2 separate regions of the Hordeum vulgare genome follow, and region 1 is linked to region 2. A link is a contact called in public Hi-C data. All regions are on one chromosome and are shown on one strand. The core of a region is the stretch at or near the end of the contact, and the rest is flanking DNA. Distances in the headings are between cores, read along the strand shown. Region 1 holds the start of LOC123404715 (gallate 1-beta-glucosyltransferase 84A23-like). Region 2 has its middle 200 kb from the start of LOC123404715.

The links. Hi-C and Micro-C count contacts between places; a contact is called where the count stands out from the background.
Region 1: a contact with region 2 is called in a Hi-C map of seedling, with 6 times the contacts expected there. The contact joins the promoter of LOC123404715 here to the enhancer-like site in region 2. A contact is called at or near these places in 3 of 6 Hi-C or Micro-C datasets (leaf and seedling) and 1 of 1 datasets of contacts at active chromatin or transcription factors (embryo).

What each region holds. Positions count from the first base shown.
Region 1 is chr6H:165,980,974-165,987,921 of MorexV3_pseudomolecules_assembly, forward strand. It overlaps LOC123404715 (gallate 1-beta-glucosyltransferase 84A23-like), which reads left to right and starts at 2,800. Exons shown (of 1, transcript XM_045098662.1): 1 at 2,800-4,812. The coding sequence starts at 2,896. The coding sequence ends at 4,374.
Region 2 is chr6H:165,781,155-165,787,933 of MorexV3_pseudomolecules_assembly, forward strand. No RefSeq gene overlaps it. Among protein-coding and RNA genes, the nearest start is that of LOC123404715, 200 kb to the right of the region's middle. Within about 2 kb of position 3,652, at least 3 of the 3 cell types and tissues checked have open chromatin away from gene starts, as enhancers often do. A contact at or near this core is called in leaf and seedling, where this site is marked.

The DNA.
Region 1 (6,948 bases), core at 1,550-4,049, 200 kb after region 2:
AGGAGACAGATATGAGATGGTCCGGACGCTCGTCGCGTCAGCACGGCCCACCACCGCCCCCATAAAATAACCTCATCCAAAAAACCCCAGACACCGATCACTTCACTCTCTTCATCGAGTCCACTTTCGAAGCCCTTCCCTTCAATCGGATGGTTGGCGATGGAAGCAACTCCCGTGCAGAATCCGATGGCTCCAACATCAATGTGGAAGAGGTGGCCCTCCGCATCACCTTTAGGAGGTCGCTGCTCAAGCAAGGCGGCACCGACAACGACAGATCTTCTTCCTGAGCGCCCGCCGCCCGTCGACGTCGCCTGCCCTTTCCGCCCGGCACACAACTCCCCTCCGCTCCTTCAGGTACGCCGCTCACCTCCACCACCCGTTGGTCCAGAAAGTGGTACCTGGCCACTGTTGGGTCCTCGTGCCCTACGACGGGGACGGGGCACACGAGGACGTCCGATTCCGAGGCACGTGTGCGCATGTAGCCCGATGCGAGCGACAACGAGCGAGGGAGAGGTGGAGGCGATGGCTGGGCATCGGTCGACCCCGAGGACGCGCTCCTCGCGTTGGTCCTCCATCGCTCTTTGACGAAAGCGGAGATGGATGCGCGTCGCCTCCACCGCAAGAATGCCGAGGCGTTCCAACTCGTCATCGAGTTGTCAGAGCGCGAAGCAAACAAGGAGGCGACAACGAAGGCGAAGGCGGTTAGCAATGCCAAGGAGCAAGACCGCTTGCACCACACGCTATCGGGCATGAGGGGCGGCTCCAACAGCTCTCACCTGACGGACAACTCCACCTCCAACTCCTATGACGACGCACCTACGCACGTCGACGCCTACACGGAGGAGGGGCACAACCGCATCGACGATCGAATGGGGAAGGGGCCGGTGAGGAAATGGTGTTTTTCTCCGTCCTTTCTCGTTTTGTTTATATTTTAAGTATGTTTTAAGTAGTTTCTAGTATAGACTTGCCGATGAACTTCCATGAAGTATGCTTCTTTTGTCCGACAATGCCATGTTATCCGATGAACTGCGTGCTGTTCTAATTTTACGTAGCGTTATATGAATTGTATGGTTTTAAAAGTTTGGATGTGATGGAGCCACGTGAGAAAGTCAACAAATTAGGCATGCCTGGTCAGTGCTAACGGACGCACCCGGACGCGTCCGTGTTTGTGGGCTTGAATTTGCCATGTCCGGCTGCAGATGCTCTTACAACTATAGATTGGACCTTCCGATAAGGACAGTAACATTTGGTTCTTGCATGTATATGCATTCTATGTGATTTTTTCTAGCAATTCAAAAAAAATAAAAAAATAAACTTGACTTCCCATTATACTTGTGGGAAAATTTTAATAATTCTTTTACTCTTTAACTTCTTTAAGGAAAGATAAATTTTTGATCAAAATAGTATGAATAGTAACCTATAATAGCAAATATTTTTTGCCTTTTTACCCGGACGCGTCTTATTGGCTCCTCATGTCAGTCCCCCGTCACTCTTTCATGACGGCGAAGACAAATGCACGCCGCCTTCGCCGCAAGAATGCCGAGGCGTTTCGACTGGCCATCGAGTTGTCGAGGCACGAAGCAAACAAGGAGGCGACAACGAAGGCGATGGCAGCCAGCAATGCCAAGAAGCAAGACCGCTTGCTCCGCAGGCTATCGGGCATGAGGTGCAGCTCCGACATCTTCGATCTAACGGACAACTCCACCTCCAGCTCCGGCGACGACGCACCTTCGCACGTCGACGCCTACATTGAGGAGGGGCACAAACCGCGTCGAAGATCGATAAGGGAAGGGGTCGGTGAAGAAATGGTGATTTTCGCCGCCCTTCCCCATTTTTGTTTATATTTTAAGTATGTTTTAAGTAGCTTGTAGTATGGACTTGCCGATGAACTTCGATGATATGCTTCTTTTGTCCGGCAATGCAATCTTATTCGATGAACTGCATGTTGTTCTAATTTTATGTAGAGTTATATGAATTGTAAGGTTCCAAGGGTTTTGATATGATGGACCTGCGTGTGGAAGTCAACAAATGAGACGTGTCTCTTGAGTGTTAGCGGACGCACCAAACGCGTCGACAGTCGTTTGCAGGGTTAAATTTGCTATGTCCGGCTGTAGATGTTCTTACTGATAGAGATTGGACCTCCCGATAAGGAGAGAAACATTTGTTTTATTGGTGTATATACAATTTATATGATCTTTTAGCAATTCAATAAAAAATTAAAAATTTAAAAAATATTTCAAAAATAAACTTGACATCCAATTATACTTGCGGGAAAAATTTCACAATTCTTTAACCCTTTGACCTCTTTAAGAAAAGTGAAATTTCGGATCAAAATAGCGTAAATAGTAAGCTATAGTAACAAATAATTTGTCTTTTTACCCTGAAGCCAATACTATTTTTTTCCCACGAAAAATTATATGCTTGTGCAAAACAAAGTCAAATTTAATCTAAAAATACTTCTTGACTATTTGATTTTTTTTAATTATTGAAAAAAAATCTCTAACTTGCTGTCATATTCATATTCTACTATCCTGTCACACCCACCTAGCTGTTTCCCCGGAGTAATATTCATTCCAGGTCACATTCTTGCTGTACAATGAATAATGAGTATATTGTAACGGCAAAATAGTTACCACCAAATGTGGGGAGAGCCACAGAGGCAAACTTGACCCCTCCTGCTTCGCCTAGACGGCACAAAACTGCTGGACAAGTATCATGGCACGTCGGACGGCATCGCACACGTCACGACCGAACCGATTTCCGTATAAATGCGGTAGCTAAAGAGTAAGCCCCCAGTGATCATCTGCACCAGTGTAGCCTCAGCTCAGTATCAGGCAAGAAGAGAAGACGACATTTATTTCCGCCCCTCGGGATCTCGATAACAGCCGGACAGCCATGGGCGAGGAAGCCCCGGCCGCGGTCACCGCGGCGGCGGCGGCGACGTCGTCGGCGCCCCACTTGCTCCTCATATGCTTCCCGGGGCAGGGCCACGTCAACCCCATGCTCCGCCTCGCCAAGCGCTTCGCGGCCAAGGGTCTCCTGGTCACCTTCTCCTCGACCTCGTATGTTGGAGGCAAGATCACGGCCTCGTCCGGGGTGGAGGCTGGAGGCGACGGCGTGCCGCTCGGCCGCGGCCGCATAAGGTTCGAGTTCTTGGACGACGATTTCGACGGGAACGAGCTCGACGCCCTGATGCGGCACCTGGAGACGTCCGGCCCGGTGGCGTTCGCGGAGCTGCTGAGGCGCCAGGAGGCGGCGGGGCGACCGGTGACGTGCGTCGTCGGGAACCCGTTCCTCCCGTGGGCGGTCGACGTCGCCCACGACGCCGGCATACCCACGGCGGTGCTGTGGGTGCAGTCGTGCGCCGTGTTCTCGCTCTACTACCACCACGTGCACGGGCTCGTGGAGTTCCCGCCCGAGGACGACCTGGACGCGCGGGTCAAGCTCCCGGGGCTCCCGGCGCTGTCCGTCGCCGACGTGCCGTCGTTCCTGCTGCCGTCGAACCCCTACAAGCTCCTCACCGAGGCGATACTGAAGCAGTTCCGCACCATCCACAAGGCGTCGTGGGTGTTCGTCAACTCCTTCGCTGAGCTGGAGGCCGACGTGGTGGACGCGCTCCCGGGCGTCTCGCCGCCGCCGCCGCCGCTCATCCCCGTGGGCCCGCTCGTCGAGCTGGAGGAGGAGGGCGCCGTGCGCGGCGACATGATCAAGTCGGCAGACGACTGCGTGGGGTGGCTGGACGCGCAGGCGCCGCGCTCCGTCGTGTACGCGTCGCTCGGCAGCGTCGTGGTGCTGTCCGCCGAGGAGCTGGCCGAGATGGCGCACGGGCTCGCGTTCACCGGCCGCCCCTTCCTGTGGGTGGTTCGGCCGGACTGCAGCGCGATGCTCCCGGAGGGGTACCTGGACTCCGTCGCCGGGCGCGGCATGGTGGTGCCATGGAGCCCGCAGGACCTGGTGCTCGCGCACCCGTCCACGGCCTGCTTCCTCACGCACTGTGGCTGGAACTCCACGCTGGAGACGCTCGCGGCGGGGCTGCCGGTGGTGGCGTTCCCGCAGTGGGGCGACCAGTGCACGGACGCCAAGTACCTCGTGGAGGAGTTCAAGATGGGCGTGCGCATCGGCGCGCCGCTGGGACGTGACGCCGTGCGCGACGCCGTGGAGGACGCCGTGGCCGGGCCGGACGCCAGCGCGATGCTCGAGAACGCCAGGGCGTGGAGCGCGGCGGCGAGGACAGCCGTAGCGCCCGGCGGGTCGTCGGACCGCCACGTGCAGGCGTTCGTAGACGAGGTGGTGGCGCGAGCCAGCGGCGCGCGGGCAGATAAGGAACCCGTGGCTGGGGAGCAGCAAGGTTTCGGTTCATCTTCCATACGTTGAAATTAAGGAATCTTTCAGCCATCTTCATTGAAAAAATGTGCAGAGATTTCTAAAGCTCAAAAGCGAGACACAACCGAAGCAGCTTTGTCTAGGTAGGCGGCTACGTTGGCGCACAGAGTTGGAAGCGTCGATTGGTACGAGCATCGCCGCCTAATTGAAGTCAATCGTCGACGCTAGGTTGGGAGTCTTGGAGCTTGGCACTGAAGTCTCAAGATACTGCGAGAGCCAAAGCTAATAATCTCTTCATCTTAAAATAAGTTTCTCAACTTTATATTATATGAAAATATACAAAGTTGAGACATTTATTTTAAATGAAAAAAGTAATAATTACATTGGTATTCGTAGCATGATATTTCGTTCGGTTTGATAATCTTGTTATATTTGTTGTAAGTCATACAGAGAGCCAGGCAAGCTATACATTTCAATTAATTGTGTCTATTTAAATAGTAATTTAAACCCTCCATGGAAATTAAAGAGGCCATGTTTTGTTCTTATTACAATGGCCCTGTTTGGATCCATGGGCTAGAGTTAGTTTGAGCTAGTTTGGATTCAACTAGCCCTAAAGTATCCAAACACAAGGGTTAGATTAGAGCTAGTTGCATCTAACTCACCTAAAAAAAACTAGTTCACCCAAAAGGTGCTAATTGGAGCTAGTTTTTATGGGGTTCATTAAAAAATATTTCTCTCTCTCTCTTCCACTAGCCAATAAATGCTAATTGGAGCTAGTTTTCATGGGGTCTATTAAAAATCACTTTTCTATTTCCATAAAGTGCATCTATTGTCAATCTAACCCTTCCATCCAAACACCTATTTGGCTAGAGTTAGTTTATGGTTAGTCATGAGCTAGAAACTAACTCTAACCACTAGCTAAGCTAGAGTATCCAAACAGGGCCAATGGTGCCCGTGGGCCAGATGGTTTATCGTTTCTATTCTATCATATCTTTGTATCCAAACAGGGCCAATGGTGCCCGTGGGCCAGATGGTTTATCGTTTCTATTCTATTATATCTTTTGGGAGGTAATAAAAGCTGACTTTATGACAATGGTGAGAGTTTGAAGGTGGTAGGTTAGATATGCATAGACTCAACTTTGCGCTGATCATTTTGATCCCAAAAGAGCCTGATGCCAAGCATATGAAAAAGTTCACACCTATTAGCCTGAGTAACTGTGCTGTAATTTTTTTCTCTAAAGTTCTTATCAATAGATTATCTCCCAATCAAACTGCTTTTATTAAAGGGAGATACATTCTTGAAAGTGTTGTGTTAGCTCGTGAAGTAATTCATGAGGTGAAAAAAACTAATAGGTCAGGGCTTATGCTTAAGTTAGATTATGATAAAGCATATGATAGAGTTAGTTGGGATTTCCTGTTTGAGATGTTAGAGTCCCGGGGTTTTGGTCCCAAATGGATTTCTTGGATCAAGAGCTTACTATTTCAAAGTACCTTTAGTGTTCATATCAATGGTACTACTGGCCCCTACTTTGTAGGTGGTAAGGGCCTCAATCTACTTTGTAGGTGGTAAGGGCCTCAAACAAGGAGATCCCATTTTCCCACTGTTATTCAACCTGGTTGCTGATGTATTTTCTAAAATGCTTATCAAAGCTTCTCATCACGGACTGATTTCGGGGTTGCTAACAAATATTGTTCCGGAAGGAGTGATTAGTCTCCAATATGCGGATGATACTCTCCTCTTTCTAGAGGATTCCTACGAGAAATTTTAAATGGATTTTATCTTGTTTTAAAAACCTCTCGGGTATGAAAATTAATTTCCATAAAAGTGACCTCATCACTATTAACATGGATGAGGATATAGCAAGGGTCTGTGCCCAGATCTTCAGTTGCAATCTAGGTTCTTTCCCTATTAAGTATTTGGGAGTTCCCTTGCACTATGATAATCTGAGAAGAGAAGACCTTCAACCTTTAATTGACATAATTATTAAAGGTATTTTTGGTTGGTTAGGGAGATATTTAACCTATAGAGGCAAAATTATTTTACTGTGTGCTTGTGTGGTGAGTATCCCTGCTTATCTGATGACAGTGGTGAAGTTCCCAAAATGAGCTATAAAAGCTATTAATTCTCAGATGGCTCACTTCTTATGGGGAAACATGGGTGAGCAGCATAAGTATCATTTAGCCCATTGGAACCTTGTTTCGGTTTGGGGATTTCCAACATTAGAGAGTTTAAACCAACAAGATTGTGCGGTGTCCCAGGTTTGGGATGGAACAACTCTTAGGTTGTCCTTTAGAAGGTGTGTGGATAGTAGAACTATGTCTACCTGGAATAACCTCATTGAACACATTAAAGATTTCCCCATGTCTAGATCACCTGATAGACCTATTTGGCGTTTGGAGCCTAATGGCATCTACTCTGTGAGCTCTTTTTACAAAAACATCAATTTTTGTGGAGTGGTTTCTTCTTTTGGAGACAGTCTATGGAAAACTTTATGCCCTCAAAATATTCATGTGTTCTTATGGTTATGTCTTTATAACAAGATTCTAACTAGGGACAATGTAGCTAAAAGAAAACAATTAGATGATTTAACATGCCTATTTTGTAAAGAGGTGGAATCTATGCAA
Region 2 (6,779 bases), core at 2,402-4,901:
ACTATCGCTAGGATCTTTCCGGGCCACAGTGGAGGCAAGGTTGGAGCTCGACTGAAGCGGGAAACAAGCATGGGTGCGAAAGAATGTGTATGTGTTGATTCCACCCAAACCTTTCCGATGCAGACCTCCTCTTAATAGTACTATTTTCCTATGACTCAAGTCCACCGACAGTGAAACAGAGGAAAGAAAAATGCTTCAATCTAATCCATAGCGGGGCATGAATCGTCTTGTGTCATATGATGAAATACGTGAAAGGCTTAGTGCACACGATTAGTCCACAAATGCATTGTCATCAATCACCAAAACCACTAGGATAGAAATATGCCCTTACACCGCGTGCTCCTCCTCGGACAGGATGACCCTCAACCTGAGGCACTGCCGTAACCGCCTCCTCCGAGGTAGTGGAGGATACGACCTCGTGCCTTCGTGATCACGGGCGACAACTCATCTTTATGGGATGACGGTTGCGGCGTGGTGGATAAGTGAGAACATCAATGCAGGCATACCGGTTGTGCACCACAGGAGACACGGGCTCGTCCTTGACACATCGGATGCGATGAGGGGGACCATACACGTGCTTTTCCTTAACGCGACTTCCGATGTGGAGGCCGCGGTTGCTTGCCGAAGATGCAGGTTCGTGCTTGACCCACCGGAGTGGGGACGCCGGCTCCCGCTTCACGCATATGCACATAGGGACAGTGGATCCTCCTTGACGCGCACCGGTAATGGTGGCGATGGGCCCATCTGACGTAGCGAGAGCTCCTTCATGATCTCCATCTCATGGACGAATGTTGCGGTCGCGCCTTCTAGTCCTTCTCATAGCCAGAGAAGCCCGCCAATGTGAACGCTGACGGGCCCGTAGAGTGAGGGTGACGGCGCCAAGATCCACCTGATGATGGAATGTCAGCGCTTCAGTGTGCCGGCGCGGAGAACCACGACTTTGGCATCGTCCCTGAGCTCGAGGAGGAGCAAGGGCTCGAGGACTAGAAGGGGGATAGGGGTGCGACTCGAGGAGGGGGAGTGCGGGTGTGTGCATCGCCAACATACGACATAAATAGCCACATTTAGGCGAAGGCTCGGTCAGCATGCTTCAATGAGACACAGTGGTGTGAGTTGGTTTCTTGGGACGCGGCGTCGGCATTGAAGCGGCGACACCCCAAGGTCGGGTTCGTCGGCGCTGCCCTCCTGTCCGACCACATCACGCGTATCAATGTTGATCGTTGCATGCTCTCGGCCACCATGAACATGACACGAAAAACAATGCAAATGTTAGATGAAAAACGCGAAAGAGACCATCAATTCACAATTATGTTAGAAGGTAAAGCACGGCCGGACCATACTATCCAGACGGTTACACACGTTTTAAGGTTTGTCCTTGGCTGAACAAGCAAACCGATTTTGTCTATCGCCACGAGGTAATTTAAAAGAAGGAAAGAGTTTAAAACAAACCTTAAAGTTGTAGATGAAAGCAAAATCAAATCGTAAACTATGAATCCCGAAAATTGGCGTTGTGAACTTATAATCCTGGCCTATTTCAAACCCTAGACATGTTTGTCACACTAGGAATACTACAGTCCCGACCAGGATAACCTCCTACTCTCACAATGAGAATTTGGGTCGGCCCACTATAACACAAAAAGAACTCATGGAATTTTAAAAACGTTCACGTATTTCTAATATTGTTAAGACGTTGAAAATGATCTTTTTCTATTTTTGGCATAAATTAAATTTACTTTTCTATTTTAAAATATATTTGAAATTCTCTTCACTTTTTTTAAGAAACTCTCCGTGTTAGCAAAAAAATCACATTTGTCAAAAAAAGTTCAGAATTTCAACAGTTGTTCACATGCTATGAAAAATGATTCAGATTTTCAAAAATTGTGTCGCATTTTTTATATAATGTTTTTGCAATTTCATAAGTTATTTGTGTTTTGGGAAACACCAAAGCATCGACCTTAGAAAACATATTTTTTGGGCAAGGAAATAATGGAAATGTAAACAACTTTGGAAATGTCTAAACATTTAATAAAGTGTGTGTACTTTTTTGAAAATTCTGAATACTTTAAAAAACAATAATGTTTTAAAAAACAGTCAATTTTTTAGAAAACTAACATTTGCTGGAACGTAATTATTTTAAAACCAGATTTCTTTAAATGTCGTGGCATTTTAAAAACGTATGTACAATGTAAATAATATTTTTGTGACTCAAACAAAAGTTTCGTCCATTAAAAAAATGTAACATTTCACGAATGTTCACGAGTTTCAAAAAATATGGTTGTGACATTTTCAGAAAGAAGTGTATACAATGTATAAAAAATTTGCGTGAGATTAAAAAATGTGGCATGCCCTTACAATAATATACTACGTCCAAAAATACATTTCGTAAGAAGTCCAAAACAAACCTTAAACTTATAGACGAAAGGTAAATCAAATCCTGAACATATAATCCCGGAAATCAACACATCGAACTTTTTAATCCCCGTCTATTTCAAATCCTATGGGTATTTAGCAAGGGCTGGCTGAACATTAGGACAAATTGGGCTGGCCCATTAGCGCAGTCGCTCGCTCGTTCGCACTACTCTGGTTATCTTTCCCTTTTTCTTTTCTGTTTTCTTTGTTTTTTATTTTAGTAAATATAATAAATTCTCTTTTACATTTTCATGATGAAAATACATAATTTTTTAAACTACACGTACCCACTTGTCTTCCTGAATTTTTATTGTGAGGACGGCTAGTGGTTATATATAGCACACGTCGTTAAAAAAGTGCTAGAACTGTTCATATATAAAATCATTCATGAAAAAGTTTAAACATTTCTTCAAACAAAAGGTGAAAAATTCTGAAATAACAACTATAAGTTTTCTAACGTAAATAATTTACGAATTTCCAAAAAGAATGTGACAAGGTAACATTTGGCCAAATACACGTTTTACTTTTTGTTAATCACAATAAACATTTATAAAACTATATGAACATTTCTTACATTGTTTAAACATTTCTTATAATAATCAGGTTTGAAAATGTGTTCCCATATTTTTAAAATATATGTTTTTTGTACTTTTATTTTGCATGTTTTACGGAAAGAAAAAATGCCTCGCGTCTGTTTGCCCCGACCCAGTCGCGGATGCAGCCTTTCGGTACTTTAATACTTCACGTTTCAAGAAAAAATAAATCCCTCAAAAATGAAAAATAAAAAAAACTTGGTTCGTGTATGTTGGGCAGGCTCAGTCACAACCACATATAACAATCCTGAAATTTGAGCTGCCACATCGAGAATTCCTGTTTGATAACGCTCTCAAGGTTTAAAATAGACCGGAATCGAACAGTTAAATGTGTCAATTTTCGGTATTACAAGTTCAGGATTTAATTTAACTTTCGTTTATATGTTTGTTTTGGACATTTTTCCTTTCCATAATGAGACTAAAATACCACGAGGTGCACACAGAGCAATTAAGCACGGCTTGGCTTCTAACACTGGCCGAAAAATTAGTCACATACTACATCCTACTGCAAAAGAAAAAAATATATCATACTTGATCAAAGTACAACGATGGATATAGGCATACAGCCCCACGCACGGGCTACGGCAGCTGTGGCCTGTGGTCTCCATGTAGATGGATCTGGATGGGTCGGACCACCGTACCATGCCGGAGTGGCTTATAAATCAGTGATTTGACGGGTTCCTGTTTATTGCAGGCACGTGCCTCATGGGTAGGTGGATGGAGTGGACAGCACCCATCTTCTAGAACGCCAGCAGCGAAACTAGGCTTGGCAAGCATGCAGTTAGGGATGGACGGGATGGGAAGTGTGTCCCATTTAATCCCATTTATTATCTAATAGTTTAATATATTTTTTGAGGAAAATAAACTACGAAGTTAAAAAAAGCTAAACAAATGAGACTTGTGGCTGCCATTTATTTGCCATTTACATCTCTATTAGTACCGTTCTTTTCCAACACTAGCTGCAGGGCATTGGTTTCTTTTCTCGTGCCGACCGCCCAAATGGCCAAATCCCCTACTATTACAACCAGCCAGGCACAGGCAGCGGCAAAAAAACAAAGGCCGGCGTCGCGGTCGATCGAGCCGGGAATATCCTGGCGGGATACACTACACCCCATCCGTCCAGAAGGTCGGCACCGAGGAGATTGCGAGCCAATGCGCGCAGCAACCGTACCTGCGGTGCGTTCAAGAAACAGCGCGCTAGCGGCTAGCCCGTAGTCGTCGTCGCTGCCGAAACGGACAAAGTGCATACCGCGACTAAGCGTGAGGCGGGTGAGGCACCTCGGCGAGGAGTCGTCTGATCGGGCAAGGAACCTTTGACTATGCGTCATTGCTGACCCGCACGGCGGTGGCGGCGCCACCTTAGGGGCCACGTTGGTCGGCCGCCCCGGATAGATGGAAAGAAGTATACAGAAAAATACGGAGTAGGATTCATTGTACATGTGCTATCACAGATAATGATCGAACGGCCTCGTTGTACATGGGCTAGCACAAAACCCGAACGCTAGCAGCTTAAGGCAACCTCCTACGTACGATCCTAAGACGATGACATTTCGTTCGGATTTTATTCGTGTGGGATGTATTTAGAGTGGCAAATGGACATTCGTGTTTGATCCGTCGTGCGTGCATCCAACGTAGCACATCCATCCCAAATTTGGTTCAGCTTTGTTCGGCTCGGTTATTTTTCCAACACATCAAGGCCGCATCACTACTAAAATAAAGTTTATAAATAAAACCTTAACAATAGCGCAGAAAAGGTGGACACCTCTAGCTACTTAGTAGTAGCGCGTGTGACGAACATGCGCTACAAGTAGGAATATGTTAGTAGGGCGTGCCGCTGACCCGAGGCTATTGCTGAGTTGTTCATCGTCATCCATCGGGGCTGCCCATAGTAGTAGCGTTTGACTAAAATCAAAGCTATTACGGGATACGTAGCAGTAGCGTGTGTGTGTGACCCGCCGCTACCAGTATGTTCGTACGGTGTCAGTAGATGAACCCCACTTAACAGCAGCGTCGGACACCAACACACTCTACTGCTGTATAGGCCCTGTTTGGATTCATGGGTTGGCGTTAGAGTTGGTTAGATTGGACCGAACTAACCCCCAAACATTCAAACAGAAGGGTTAGAGTTGGTTAGATGCATCTAACCCACACAAAAGAACTAACCCATCCTAGAGGTGCTTATTTGGGTTAGAGTTTGGTGGAGCCCAGAAAAGGTTGCTTTTCCCTCTACCTCAACCACACGAAATCCTCGATAAAGGACCCAAATGATTGGAAAAAGTGCATTTATTAACAATCTAACCCTACCATCCAAACACCTTTTTGGTTATTGTTAGTTCAGGGTTAGTCTAGAGTTAGAATCTAACTCTAACATCTAACTCGGTTAGAGTATCCAAACATGGCCATAGCTTAGAAGTAGCGTTCTTAGCCGTCCCACGCTACTTTTAATTTATCTAGTTATCTTCTTCTCCGTGCCTCACTTCCTCCCTCTCAACTCCCTCTATCTTCACTATCTTCCTCGCACCGACGCTCCCTCATCCCGGCCGTCCTCCAAACGCGACGGTGTTGGAAATATGCCCTAGAGGCAATAATAAAATGGTTATTATCATATTTCCCTGTTCATGATAATCGTCTATTGTTCATGCTATAATTGTATTAACACGAAACAGTAATACATGTGTGAATAAATAGATCACAATGTGTCCCTAGCAAGCCTCTAGTTGGCTAGCTCGTTACTCAATAGATGATCATGGTTTCCTGATCATGGGCATTAGATGTCATTGATAACGGGATCACATCATTGGGGAGAATGATGTGATGGACAAGACCCAATCCTAAGCGTAGCACTAGATCGTATTGTTCGTATGCTAAAGCTTTTCCAATGTCAAGTATCTTTTCCTTCGACCGTGAGATTGTGCAACTCTCGGATACCGTAGGAGTGCTTTGGGTGTATCAAACGTCACAACGTAACTGGGTGACTATAAAGGTGCACTATGGGTATCTCCGAAAGTATCTGTTGGGTTGGTACGAATCGAGATCGGGATTTGTCACTCCGTGTGACGGATAGGTATCTCTGGGCCCACTCGGTAGAACATCATCATGAGCTCAATGTGACTAAGGAGTTAGTCACACGGTGACGTGCTACGGAACGAGTAAAGAGACTTACCAGTAACGAGATTGAACAAGGTATAGGTATACCGACGATCGAATCTCGGGCAAGTTCTATACCCACAGACAAAGGGAATTTTATATGGGATTGATTGAATCCTTGACATCGTGGTTCATCCGATGAGATCATCGTGGAGCAAGTGGGAGCCACCATGGGTATCCAGACCCCGCTGATGGTTATTGGCCGGAGAAGGTGTCTCGGTCATGTCTGCCTGTCTCCCGAACCCGTAGGGCCTACACACTTAAGGTTCGATGACGCTAGGGTTATAGGGAATTGTTATACGAGGTTACCGAAGGATGTTCGGAGTCCCGGATGAGATCCTGAACGTCACGAGGAGCTCCGGAATGGTCCGGAGGTAAAGATTGATATATAGGATGGATGAGTTTGGATGCCGGAAATGTTTCGGGCACCACCGGCAAAGTGTCGGGACCACCGGAAGGGTTCCGGAGGCCCACCGGGAGGGGCCACAAACCCTGGAGGGCTACATGGGCCAAGTGTGGGAGGGAACCAGCCCCTAGGTGGGCTGGTGCGCCCCCACACCAAGCTCATGCGCACCAGAGAGTGAGGGAGGGGAAACCCTAGGCGCAGGGGAGGCCCAAGGCCAATCTAGG